Linked DNA regions of Triticum aestivum: region 1 is linked to region 2. Evidence: chromatin contacts called from public Hi-C data. All regions are on one chromosome and are shown on one strand. The core of a region is the stretch at or near the end of the contact, and the rest is flanking DNA. Distances in the headings are between cores, read along the strand shown. Region 1 holds the start of LOC123189122 (chaperone protein ClpD2, chloroplastic). Region 2 holds the start of LOC123189121 (heparan-alpha-glucosaminide N-acetyltransferase).

What was found. Hi-C and Micro-C count contacts between places; a contact is called where the count stands out from the background.
Region 1: a contact with region 2 is called in a Hi-C map of leaf, with 4 times the contacts expected there. The contact joins the promoter of LOC123189122 here to the promoter of LOC123189121 in region 2. A contact is called at or near these places in 2 of 5 Hi-C or Micro-C datasets (both in leaf).

Annotation. Positions count from the first base shown.
Region 1 is chr2A:505,548,425-505,555,609 of IWGSC CS RefSeq v2.1, reverse strand. LOC123189122 (chaperone protein ClpD2, chloroplastic) reads right to left here and starts at 2,705. Exons shown (of 12, transcript XM_044601460.1): 1 at 1,634-2,705; 2 at 1,182-1,351; 3 at 861-1,090; 4 at 648-756; 5 at 429-559; 6 at 9-110. The coding sequence starts at 2,253.
Region 2 is chr2A:505,276,766-505,284,064 of IWGSC CS RefSeq v2.1, reverse strand. LOC123189121 (heparan-alpha-glucosaminide N-acetyltransferase) reads right to left here and starts at 5,919. Exons shown (of 13, transcript XM_044601459.1): 1 at 5,708-5,919; 2 at 5,397-5,590; 3 at 599-736; 4 at 392-473; 5 at 238-314; 6 at 38-144. The coding sequence starts at 5,558.

The DNA.
Region 1 (7,185 bases), core at 1,456-3,955, 270 kb before region 2:
TGCACTACCTGACTGGGCTCATTTACATATACTGGCTGGAATCGGCGGGCCAAAGCCTTATCCTTTTCGAAATGCAAACGGTGCTCATCCAGAGTTGTAGATGCAATGCACTGTGAGTTCAGACAAGTATCAACACATGCAAAAGAAAAATAAGAAAATATGATATGTTGCAGTATGTCGCAGACGAGATATAATATACTACTCCCTCCATCCCAAAATAAGTGACTCAACTTTGTAGTAAAGTACTTAGTAGCATAGAAACGGTCCATGTGGACTGCTGATTAACACAAATACTTCACAGGTATTTATGAAGGGACGCCACTCAAGTGACAAACTACACAGTACAACATCAGGAATATGTGCAGCAGTAAAAATCAGTACAACATCAGGAATAGCCATAGAAGGAGTTCCTTGTGTGGAAACAATACCTGCAATTCACCTCTAGCAAGTGCAGGTTTCAGCAGATTAGCGATATCAAGACCAGCTCCTTTATTTCCTCTTCCAGCAATTCCAGACCCAATAAGAGTATGAACCTCGTCGATAAAGAGAATAACATCATCTACATGAAATTTGGAGCTATTTGTAAGATAAAAAAAACGGAAAGAAATGTTTAAGTGTTCCATTTATACTGTACAAATCAGATAAACCTGCTTTGCGCACTTCACGTATTAAACTTGTAACCCTGGCTTCCAATTCGCCCCTCTCTTTTGCACCAGCCATCAGTAAAGCAACATCTAGTGACAATATACGTTTTCCCTACATAAACAATGTGAATTAGTCGTAAGTATTAACTACTGTTTACGAGCAACTTTTTGACATCAAGCGTGGCTGTTTATCTATAATTGGTTGCGGAAACTCACCACAAGAAAAATAGGTACATCTCCATTAGCAATTTTAAGAGCCAACCCTTCAGCAATGGCAGTTTTGCCAACACCTGCTTCACCCAAAAGAATTGGATTGTTCTTTGTGCGCCGGCATATAATCTGAACTACTCTTTCAATCTCCTTCGTGCGGCCAATAACGGGATCGATAAACCCCCCACTGGCTCGCATAGTCAAATCTATACAAAATTGAGCTAGTGCGCTCTTCTCTGAAATGACAAGTAAATAAGCTCATTCTTTCCACACTCAGTGTCATAATTATTTTAGCACAAACACCTGCACAGCAGCTTAATCCCTGACCTTTCTTTTTATTGGAGTATTTGGCAATTGCAGTCCTCCCATTTCCAGCAGCAGACTTATCACGCAATTTGAAAGAAGACAAACCCAGAGGCTCTCTGCCATCCTTCGCTAGCTCCCCTTTGACTCGGGTAAGAGCCTGCTTTGCTAGCTGAGTTGGAACTACTCCTAAGCTACAATGAACATCATTAATTAGCTAGTAATAACTATAAATGCGAAAAGGACAACATTTTATTTAATTTTCAGTTAACTGGGTTCCCATTTCTTTGGGGAGTTCACATAAATTCATTTGCATTTCCCGTTTTGACAATTCAAAAAAATCAAATGTTGCTTATTGTTTAGACGATCAAGAGATAGTTTGACGCATTATTCAGCTGGTCACATTTTTGCCTGACATGAAACCACAAATTGCAAGCTCTTTGGGAGAAATGGAGCAGGGTGACATCAGCACCAACCTCTTGAGGATGCTGTTGGTTGTCGGATCGTCCAGGTCGAAGAGGCCGAGCGCAATGTGGTCCGGGGAGATAAAGTTGCACCCCATATTCCTGGAGAACTCGACGGCCGCGACGAACACGCGCTTGCTGGCCCCTGAGAAGGGCACGTCCGTGGCCAGCCCCGTCGCGGCCTGAGCGAGCCCGCCCTTCCCGACGGCGGCACGGCACGCCTCGCGGGCGCGCTCGATTCGGACGCCCGACGCGAGGAACCCCGCGGCGGACCGGTCCTCGGCGACGAGGCCCAGCAGCAGGTGGTGCGGCGCCACCACCTCGTCCCCCATCCCGCGGGTTTCCCGCTGCGAGAGCACCACCGCCTTGACCGCCCGCTCGGTGAACCGCTCGAACACCGCCCTGACGACGAGGCCCGCGGCCCCGCGCCGCTGCTGCCCCCGCCGAGGCGGCGCCGCCAGCAGAGCGGCGGAGGAGGCGCGGAGCGGGGGCGCAAGCGCGAGCGCCACCGCCCTCCCGCCCGACGCCGCGGCCGCAACCGCCGCCGGGGAGAAGCGGCGGCGGAGGCCGGCGCCCGTGGCGAGGATGGAGGCGGGCGGGGCCGACGACGAGGAGCAGCAGCACGCCTCCATCGTCGTCGGTTGTTCGGTGTGTGATTGGATGCTTCCTCCTCCTCCGCCTCTGGGATTAAACTATGGGCTCGTACCCGCTGTAAGGTGCGACCTTAAAGTCGCACGAGACGGAATAGAGTAGCTGCAGCGGTTAGCTGTGTCTGCGTGCCACCGCTGCTCGGGAATCGAGTGATTGCATGGGGAGGAAGTGACCCGCGGGCGGCACGCAAGGAAGGAGGGGAGGGTGGGGAGACCGGCGGGCGCGGCGGCGCCGTGGCGGACGGAGATGCGGTGCGGTGCGGTGGAGGAGGAAGGAAAGGAATCTGCTTGTGTCGGGAGGCGAGGAATGGTGTTCCACCGCGCGGCGCGGGGGTTGGTGTTCTTCGGTGGCGCGCGCGTGACGCGGGTTTATCCGATCGGGATGGCCGGTCAGGGATGGAGGATGGGCGCCGGTGGCCAATGTGTGCGGCTTTGGGCAGAAGTTTGCGTCGCGCGCCGGTTGCCCAAATGTGCCGTTCCGGGCATCGTGTTCCGCACTGTACACAACAGAGTGGCAGGTTCGCAACGTGATTCATGCGTGGGGCACTCCTTCCGGGATCCGGTTTGCCTGCTACCTCTTCATGTTCTCATCCGGGCTTCCACTTCATCCTACGGTTGTTTTTTTTCTTTTCTTTTTTTCTAATTTAATCATCTCCTCCCTGATTTTAAGAGGATAGGACTGGACCTTATTTTATTCCAATCAAATCAAGCCACGTACGCAGGAGCACGGATGGACACACGTCGAGGGAGCAAACAACTGAGGCAAGTCTCGTCCTCCCTCCGTCCCGTCCCGGGGAAATGCATGGATGGAGTAACCGGGAGTGAAAGTGACGTGCATCTGAGCTAGCCAGCTAGGCATACATGGATTCTCTACCAGATTGTTATGTTCGTTGTGAGATTTGGCAATTTCGATGGTTAGGTTATGGGTGCCAACTGAGCCTGTCTAAGAGCATGTCTAGTAGAGGATCCCTCAAACCCTTAAATCTAGTTTTAGTTTTAAGGGTTGAGAATTAGTTATTTTTGACACTTTTAAGAGTTGAAAAATATGGGCAAAGACTAGAACCCTCAAATCCAATCCTTATTACGGAATAAGGGTTGGATTTGAGGGTTCTAGTCTTTGCCCCAACCCCAACCCTTAAAACTGTCATTTGACATATCACAATTTTCACTAGAAAAACACAATCAACCTTCAAACAAACACATAAATGAAGATCATTGATGCATGGTTTAATAATTTACATCACACAATCATCATCTTCCCCCTCTCAAGTCGGCAATTGCCTCCTACAGACCCACCAATAGCATAGCAAACATATATGTACTCACATAACAATAGCATAAAAAATAAAAATAAATGTGAAAAACATATATGTACTCACATAGCCACTCTCCATGGTTCCATTAGGCGGTGCATCCTTCACTTGGTCCATTGCCGCACTCCAACGAGCACAATGGGGCTTCATCAACTCCCACCGGCCTTGAAGCGACCGGTAACTACGAGGGATGTACCCATCGGTCTTCGGCTTGATCTTGCAATAGAAGTCCTCTATGCGTTGCCAATAGCGTTTACCGGTTTGATCGGTACCGGTGCTTGCATCCAACCCCACATGTGCCCAAGCACGAACCAAGAGAATATCTTCGTCCTCGCTATAGTTTGTCGAGCGCACGGTGGGTTTTGCAACGGCGGCGAACATATCCTCCTCTATCTCGGTCACCTCCTCCTCATCTTCCCCTTCCTCCTCCTCGTCACCCTCTTCCTGCAAGTCATCACCAAACCCAAAGGGTTCGAGAGAAGGAGCCCCGATGTCCACCTCCACTTCTTCGAGAAGCCCCATGAACGACATTGGTGGGGCAGGCATTCCGTCGAGCACCTCGTGCACGACGGGCAGAGGTGCGGGGACCGGGGCGGACGGGGCGACCGGGGCGGGCGTCGGCTTCTTCCTGGAGGTGGCCTTCTTCACCTTCGGCGCCGCTGCCCCCTTCGACCCAAGGGAGGGCTTCTTACTCACCTTCGGCGCCGCTGCGGCGAGGCAACGAAGGCGACGGCAGGGCGGGCTGGGGGAGGACGACGTGCTGGCCAGCACGCCGCCTCTTCACGCTGACGGCCACAACCGACGGCACCTCCGGCGCGGGCGGAGGGAGCGAGGACGGGGCCGGCGCAAGCATCACCGAGGCCGAGGCCGGGGGCGGGGCGACGGGCGGAGGGAGGGAGGACGCGGGCGGGCCGACCGGGGCGACGTAGGAGTCCGGCGGCGCCTCCATGGCTCACCGCGGGGGCGACGGGATCGACGAGGCGTCCGACGGGAGGGAGCGCGAGGGGAAATTTCCCTCCCGCGGAACGACCGGTGGAGTGCGGGTTGGAGGTGGGTTTCCCTCTCCCATCCTCACTTTTACATATTGGTAGGGCAACCCGAGATCCAATCCGTAATTCTTTTTAAGGGTTTAGGGGTTCTATTATTTGCCGTTTTTCGTCAACCCGTAAAACACGGTTATTTCTGTTTATTTGAGGGTTTAAGGGCTGTACTAGACATGCTCTAAGATGGTTAGGGCAGCTTTAACCTGTCGGCGCATTTTATCCGCGCGCGCCCATGGATTAAAACGGATAGAAACCATGGTCCAACCCGCCGATGCAAATGGATATACGTCTATTTCTCATCCACGCGCGACCCATTTTCGGCCCAAATTAGGGTCGGGTTTACGTCGATGCGGACACTGCATGGACGCACGCGGTGTCCACACTTGTCATCTCCCTGGCTCGCCCGTCTGGTGGCACATCCACTCATTCTCCTCTCCCACTCCACACCCTACACCTCTGGCCATGCCGCCTTCCACTTAGGGCCGCAGGGCCGCTGCCCAGGCCACTGCCCGTATCCACACACTTGCCTCACCTCGACACTGCTTCGGATGCCCGCTCTTGCCGGTGTTGGTGGTCTCGTTTTGCCTCCGTCGTAGCAGCTCCACTGCGCCGCCACCACATCGACATCCCTGTCGCCTGCCTAACTCCAAGACTGCAGGCTCGCTCCACAGCAGCCTCCACTTTGATAGGCATGTTGCCTGTGTGGGGAAGAGGTGTTGGGATCTTCACCGCCCGGCTTCTCCACTACACCCGCAAGGTGTTCGACACTTCGCCCGCAAGGTACCATGGATAGTGGGGATGAGTTATTTTCAAACAACTTCATGTGTCCATCAATGACCACATTGCTAGGCAGCGGCGGAGGTTTAGGGGATCAACCACGGGCCATGCTCTGACGTTGAATCACAACAGAGAGATTGGTCATTGCCTACTATTCGCCGATTACTTTCAATGCACGTCCCCACTCTACAAATCCAAGCTATTCCGGCACCGCTTCCAGATGGCTAGACATGTGTTCAACCGTATTTGAGAGGGAGTGATGACGTATGTGAAGGAAATATGCACTAGAGGCAATAATAAAGTTGTTATTTTATATTTCCTTATTCATGATAAATATTTATTATTCATGCTAGAATTGTATTGATCAGAAACCTAAATACATGTGTGAATACATAGACAAACATTGTGTCCCTAGTGAGCATCTACTTGACTAGCTCATCAAAGATGGTTAAGGTTTCCTAACCATGGACATGAGTTGTCATTTGATAATGGGATCACATCATTAGGAGAATAATGTGATGGACAAGACCCATCCACTAGCTTAGCATATTGATCGTCCAGTTTTATTGCTATTACTTTCTTCATGCCAAATACATATTCCTTCGATTATGAGATTATGCAACTCCCGGATACTGGAGGAATGCCTTGCATGCTATCAAACATCACAATGTAACTGGGTGATTATAAAGATGCTCTACAGGTATCTTCGAAGTTGTTTGTTGGGTTGGCATAGATCGAGATTAGGATTTGTCACCCCGAGTATCGGAGGGGTAACTCTTGGCCCTCTCGATAATACACATCATAAGAAGCCTTGCAAGCAAAGTGACTAATGAGTTAGTTACATGATGATGTCTTACGGAACGAGTAAAGAGACTTGTTGGTAACGATATTGAACTAGGTATGAAGATACCGACGATCGAATCTCGGGCAAGTAACATACCGACGGACAAAGGGAATTGTGTATGTTGTCATAATGGTTCGACCGATAAAGATCTTCATAGAATATGTAGGAGTCAATATGAGCATCTAGGTACCGCTATTGGTTATTAACCGAAGAGGTGTCTCGGTCATGTCTACATAGTTCTCGAACCCGTAGGGTCTGTACGCTTAACGTTCAATGATGATATAGTATTATATGAGTTATGTGATTTGGTGACCGAATGTTATTCGGAGTCCCGGATGAGATCACAGACATGACGAGGAGTCTCGAAATGGTCGAGAGGTAAATATTGATATATAGGACGATGGTATTCATGAAGGAAATATGCCCTAGAGGCAATAATAAAGTTATTATTTATATCCTTATATCATGATAAATGTTTATTATTCATGCTAGAATTGTATTAACCGGAAACATAATACATGTGTGAATACATAGACAAACAGAGTGCCACTAGTATGCCTCTACTTGACTAGCTCGTTGATCGAAGATGGTTATGTTTTCTAACCATAGACATGAGTTGTCATTTGACTAACGGGATCACATCATTAGGAGAATGATGTGATTGACTTGACCCATTCCGTTAGCTTAGCACTTGATTGTTTAGTTTGTTGCTATTGCTTTCTTCATAACTTATACATGTTCCTATGACTATGAGATTATGCAACTCCCGTTTACCGGAGAAACACTTTGTGTGCTACCAAACATCACAACGTAACTGGGTGATTATAAAGGTGCTCTACAGGTGTCTCCGAAGGTACTTGTTGGGTTGGCGTATTTCAAGATTAGGATTTGTCACTCCGACTGTGGGAGAGGTATCTCTGGGCCCTCTCGGTAATGC
Region 2 (7,299 bases), core at 4,670-7,169:
AGTGATTTTTTTTGGATTCTTAAAGGTTTGAACTCACAGTTGATATCTGTATCTCTTGATCAAATCAAGTCCAGAATCTACATCATCATCTCCCTTGAGCCAAATCTGACAGAGTGCTGTAACAAGATAAGCTATTGCGATTCTCTGCAACCAAGCAGGCGCCACAAATCATCAGTCATCCCACATTTAGTTGAACTGTTGATGCAGAATAATGTAATGCATATATATGCTGCTTACCTGCAGTATACCCATCAAACGTATTTGTGTAATATCAACCCCAAAAGTAAGGCTACGAACTCCATGAAAAAATCCACCTGTGCATCATAGCAGAAAAAGAAATTAAACATCAACATTATGTCGAAGTTCAAGAACAATCCTAATTAATACGTACCTTGTAGAACAAGACCAACACAGAAGAGCTTCAGTGCACGAAGTGTTGCCTTTCGAGTTGCATCCAATTTATCCGGCACTCTCTGCACGCATCACGAGATGACGCAATTAGGTGGAAGCAACAGCAATTCGTGAATGTCACACCGGTGTTAGCTTGAGAAAACGAAAGTAAATGTCACGGTCGTGTTGTTAATCAATCAGTGTGTACCTTGTACGCCAGAGCTAGAGCAACCCCAACGATGAAAAGGAAAAAAGGCATGACGAAATCAGCTATGGTTACACCTTCCCAAGGAGAGTGGTTCATTGCCGGAAGAAACGATCCAGCGTCGTCCACGATGATCATAAGCTGCAGCAAGGAAAACAACAGTTAACCTTGGTTTCACTCATTTTGTCAACAGATCAGAAAGGCTCGGTACAGAATGATTTTCTGTTCAGTATATAGAGCTGTACTGTGCATTCCATGTAGTAACAAATGTTTCTGTTCTACCTTTTCCTAAGAGACTACTCCCTCCGTCTCGTAATATAAGAGCGTTTTTGACACTAGTGAAGTGTCAAAACGCTCTTATATTACGGGACAGATGGAGTAGTAGTAAGAACTTTCCACTGTCTAAAACAAGCATCTGCACATATATATACTGGAGACTTTTCTATATTAACCAACCATCAGACGTACCCCCACTTGTTACAGACCCAGATCCAATCATGCTAGAGAAAAAATAACCATCAGACGTAATTAATCAGATATGCTTCCACTCCTGCAATGTTACTTTAGCACTAATTTTCGTGGTTCTTGCATAATTACGTCTTAAAAAACCACAGCTATATAAATCCGAGGAGACAAAGGAACATGATGCTGGTAGGTGATGGTTACAGCTTCGCATTATATATGGTGGTCTGGCTCTGGCATCAGATTCAATCTCCACATGCATTTCATCTCGGAAAACAAATATTCTATCCGGGAAGAAAGAAAGCCCCATGATTAAGCCCGCCTACAGTAAAATCGAGTGCATGATTGCAAGAAGCAGCATGCCTGAATTCCTCACCGGCAACATCAACCCAACACACCTGAATTTCTCACCCTGTGTTATTGCCATTCTCTCTTTCTTTTGTGAGAACACGCAAGCGACCTGCGGTCATTTTATTTTATTACCATTAGGAAGAGAAGGAAGATACGTCCAGAAAGTAATGGACAACGCCACGGCAACACCAAGGTCGATCGTATGGTGGAAGAGTTTTCCAAAAAAAAAAAGATCGTATGGTGGAAGTAAGTAGGAATCGAATGGAACCACCGGCTGCAAGTTTCGTGGCACGCACGCTCGGCCAATGTGACTGGCCACGATCGCTTCGTCCTGAGACATCTACGAGGCCACAACTCAGAAGGACAACGTAACTCTCAGCGTAGACGCAACTTACCAAGTCCGCATGTGGGTAGTAAATAAAACCAGTGGGTGGAGAGGAGAGACGGTCTACAGCGACGGGAACCTAACCTTCTTCTCCCTTTGGAAGGCAGCTTACTGTTAGTTACACTCCTAATTAATCCATCTATTCTGCCGTGGCATTGCTTAGCTTTCACTTTCACGTAGTAGAGGTAGAGGTGAATTGGAGTAGACGGAACACAGTGGGGCGGCAACCCAACAATGCGTAGCCGTTGCCTCATTGTTCAGGCAATTGATCATCATAGCAGTAATAAAGTTGCGTATTTTCAGGCACGAATGGGTTGTTTCGTCATTTTCAGACAAGGCATGGCTCACCCTCTGGGCTGGACATAGCTAGCCAATCACTTGGATTTGGAAGGCTGTGTGCATACGTGTGGTACTCTTCAGTCTCCACACAGGGCTGTCATTTTCGGTCCATTGGACAGCCTTGTCTTCCCAGGGAAGAATTGGTTGGGGCGTTGCCATCTCCCACGTTTGGACCGGCTACACAGGATGTGACCTTGGGATCTCATCTAAAGATGTACATTGCTATTCTACCTATATGTGTCGTGCCATCCCGGCTAGCTTGCTCCTTTCCTACCTAGCCACTGTAGCAGCCACTGATCATTCATCATTTCTGGAGCACGACACGACACAACAAGGAAAAGGTCGCACCTATTTTTTTTGACGGGAGGAAAAGGTCGCACCTAATCAAGCTACCGTGTTACTAACTTTCAAGAGTTGGCTTAAACAGAACAGGACCATGAATCGACCACATGACATCAAAAGGTTGCTTGCGTTTTTGCACTTTGAGTTGAGTTGAGGCCTTGAGTGGATCTCAACTGCTGGGTCAGCACGCGCGACCGCGGCGACACCCACAGTTGATCTTGTTTAGCAGTGATATAGTTGTTCACTCCTACTTCTCCCTGATGCGTGTTTGCCTCCTTTTTGTGCTTCTCAGTTCCAGCTTACTGGATCTTCACTTAAGTAGGTCAGCTAGCTAGAGCTAGTTCTCACTACCCAGGGATGACAATTATATGTTATCTTGCCCGTGTGTGGTGATGGTGCCTCCCATTAGCCCCAGGCACCGTCACAGCGCACGGTTGCGCGGCCGCGTTAGTGTGACACCGACGTTTACCCTTGTTTACTCCTGCTTCTCCCTCTCGCGGTCAGGGCAACCGAAGCTGAGAAAACTAATGGTCTCCAGTGACGCGAACCTTCAAAAGGAGGGGAAACCCCACCGCCGCAGGTAGGACAGCCATATCAAGGCTGCACGATCTGCACGCCAGGGACAGCCCCCCGGGCCGGTCCAAGCCAAGCCACACAGCTGCCGCTTGCTCGTGCTCGTGCTCGTACGTACCAACGTCCAATAAACACAGCGAGATTCTCCCACAGTCGCCCGGGCCTGGCGAATCAGCACCCTGGCTTTGTGCCGGTGGAGCGGCGCGTGTCGGCCTCCCGATCGACGCGTCGCGGGCCAAGCAAGCAACGACAGAGAAAAGAAAAGAAAAGAAAACAAGCGGCGAGGGCACGGCGGTGGCCATGTGGAGGCAGCTGCGCCCGTCGCCCCGCCGGCCGGAAGGAACCTCGTCCGACCCGGCCGTGCTGTTGGCTCGTTCACGCGTCCGGCCGGGGTGTCTTGTCTTCTTTTCTACAGCGACGGTGCATCCATCTGTCAGTGCGACCTAGTCACCCGCCAACAACGTCGCACCCACTACGAGCTGCTGCGACCAAGCCGTTGCTTTGGCAGTTGGCGACCCGGCCTTGGCCGGTCGATGGACACCGGACACCGCCACGCCACCGCGTGATGTAAAGCGGGGGTGATCGACGGACTGGACAGATCGCTTGCGGTGCGACGGCGAGAGAGCGCGTCACATGCTAAAGGCGCGGCCCGTCTCATGGGCTTGTCTCGACTCGACGTGAGGCGCCAACAGCCGACGACGCATGCGCCATGCGTCCTCCAGGGTCGGGGAATATTGGCCCGCTACCAGACGTGATCCTCACACCTCCACAGATGCAACAATTTCCACCACCCCCTCTATAAACTAGGCATCTGTACGTACCTAACATTCTTCACCTTTTGTGCCCACGCCGCCAAATCCGATCAAACACCCAACCACACCCTAAAATGTGTTTCCCGTTTCAAAAATGATTCAATTAACTCTTAAAAGTCCACTGAGAAGATTGAGATTCTTTTTAGTCTCAACCGATCTTTAAATTGCGCTATGCTTTTCACTAAAACGGAAGTTGCAAATTTCTGAATTGGTTTAGAAAATCCCAGTTGACCAGAACAACGGCAGACCCTTTCAAAAGCACAAAAAGGTGCATCAACACACTGTAAATATGCATCTCTTGAAAACGAACTGTACTATTCATCTTGTTCTGAATTCTTCCACCCTTGATATTCGACTCCTTCGTCGCCTTTACCAATTCTCTCGCCTGGCCCGTGTGCACTGTGTTGCTCGCTCTCACGAGTTCTACATCTCTACTATTGGAAATTTTATTTCGAGGGATCTACTATTAGAAATTAGCATCGTGTCAGCTGCATCTGTACGTACGCGATATCCTTTTCTAAGTACCAATTATGAGCATACATGCGCTCATCAACTTATCTACACTTAGCTAACATAACATGGAGCGGTGAGCTAGAGTTGACAATTCTTTCCACTTTTATTTCCGTATCCAACAAATTCAGGTACGGAAGCAATACAGCAACACAGGGTATATACTAGTACTACCGCATGAATTCTGCCGTGTGCAGTCTCGGGTCCAACAGCTGGTGAATTTCCGTACGCCTGCAACTAGGGTATTTTCCTACTGCGAGCCGGTGGGCCACCACCGGCTAGCGAGCACCGACGGTTCGAAACCCATTTGGCGGCCCGGCGATCGGATTAACTCTTCATTATCTGACGAGCCAGGCCGGTGGTGTCAGTTGTAAAGAAGCATATCAGGATGCGTCGCATAACTGTCGTTTAATGATCTTTAAAATGGCTATCAAGACGTGTTGTCTTGTCACCATAATGCATGGCCACAATGGCTATCTTTAGAGGTAGAGCAGTGCTAGCAAACATAGGCAGTCGGAGCTGGAGCTTGAAGACGAGCCACCCAGCAGAGCTGAGCTAGGCAATCATACGCCGGTGGCAGCAATGACTATGACTCCGACAACTTGGCATGCCGCCCGTACAGGAGCCTCGCTGGCCAGCAGTAATGCTCCCTGAAGCGAAAATCTTGTACTACTAGTGATCATGTGGTTGGTTCAATCAACTCTGCTTTCTTTTGGTTACTCTAGTTTAAGTGGAGACAAAAAGGGTAAAGGGAAGAAGGCCGGCAATGAGTAGCTAGCATGCTGCATCATGATTCATGGAGCATCTACGTTTGGCTGGCAGTGGCACCAAGGATGATGTGTTTGGTTGCAGGGCTGCTGCGAAATCGATCGCGGCGGAGAAAAATGAAAAGAAGATAAAAGGCCCACGCGGGAAGCAATTCGATTTGGCATCGGATATCAGGAATATCGCAAAGAAGGGCGAGAAAGACGTGATTCCCGTAAAACGAACTGAAAGCGGGGAGGGATTTGTTGTTGGCGGCACGTACCAGCACGGTGATTCCCCGGAAGACGTCGAGCGAGACGAGCCGCTGCTGCCGCGGCGCCGGCGGAGACGCCTTGGCCGGCGGCGCGGGGCCGCAGCGGCCGGCCTCCAGATCCAGCGCGGGGCCCGCGGCGTCCTCGCTCCGGACGAGCTCGTAGACGCCCATTCCGGCCGCGCTCCGCCGGCCGCCGCACGCCCCTGCATTGGCCATGGATGGACGGATCACCTCCACTTTCCCCACGGCGGAACAGGAACAGGAGCGAAGAAAGCAACAAGCGCGTGCGGGGGGGTGCGGCACGGAAGGCGCCCGCTCACCTGACGGCACAACTAACTCGCCTTGGCTCCTCCTCCTCCTCGCGCTCGCGCGTATCTCGTTGGCCTGGCTTCCTTGTATCTCTCTGGCTTCGTTGGTCTGTTATCTATGTTCCCTCCGTCCCTCGGCGAGGAGTCGGATCGTTTTGCTGTTACCTGGGCGCGGCGCGAGATCGGTGGGGGGTGGACGGGCGGAGCGCATCTATATATGCACGGACCGGCGTTACTCTCCGTTACGTGATATAGGAGATCGTCGTTTTGGCGTGGCCGTACCGATCCTCGCCGATGGCCGTTTCGGTCACGTGCCGGCCCGGGCTCTCTCTCGGGCCGGGCCGGGGATTGATTGGCGCGTGTGCGTGTCTGGTCGCAGCCACACACGGCTTTTCGGTTTGGGTGGAAGTGGTGTGGCCGTTAAAGGATAGGAGATGCTTTCGTATCGGACTGGAGTACAGCGCTGCTGCCATGGGGATGGTGTCTGTGGATGAGACGAGACGGCTTTGCTTTGGACTCTTATTATTGAGGAAGGGCTTTGCTTTGGTGGATCGAAATCAAGCTTTTTTTTTTGCTGCAAGATGGATTCCTTTTCTTGTTTCTTTTTTGAGGACGGAGTTCGTTAGTGCAGGTGGTGCTAATAGTAACGTCCCGCGTCGGGAGAAGCGTTGGATCGGGAAGTTCGGAACGGAATAATAGGTGGAGAGATTCGCCGATGCTTTTGGCCTTTTGCCCGCTCGTTATTGGCGTTGCTTTGAGGCTCGTCCAATCGGGAGAGAGCTCCTAGTCCTAGTTGACGCTATGTGCGTCAGGAGTGCCTTCGCTGAATGCTACACAAATGGGCCGGCCCAATTTTCCAAGGAAGCTGCTTTTTTTTGTGGGAAGCTATTTCTTTATATTAAAAGTATGAACATTTTTTTTCAGAAAATGTGACCATTTTCTGAAATGCCGAACAAATTTTGGATTCCGAACATTTTGAATTGTGAACAAAATTTAAAAAACATGAAAAAAATCTTTCTAAAATGTGAATGTTTTTGAAATTCTGAACAAAATTCGAAATCTGAACAATTTTTTGAATTATGAATTTTTTATTGAAAAGTGAACAAAATTTGAAAAACATGACAATGTTTTTAAACATGAACAAATTTTCCCAACAATGTGACTATTTTTTGAAATTGCGATTTTTTTGAGAAGGAGATGTTAACAATTTATGAAATCATGAACAAAACAAGGGATTTGGAACACTTTTTGATTTTTCTTTTGTAATTTCGAACATATTTTGAAAATTTTAAATTTGTGTAATTAGATAAAAAAGGAAGAAAAAAACAAACACAGAAAAAACAGCCAGCCAAGGAAGGACACTTGGGCTGGCCCCTTCATACCTGCCCTTCAGAGAAGGCTTGACCCTTCGTCGCCCGTGTGCGGCAAATAGGATGTGCCCTATCAGGAGGGGCTTTGTCCCGCTCCCTCGCCTCAAGCGACGAGTGAAGCGTCTCAAACGTATCTTTAATTTTTTATTGTTTCATGGTATTATATTATCATTTCTACACATTTTTACTTTACTTTATACTATTTTTCTGAACTAACTTATTAATTTAGTGCCT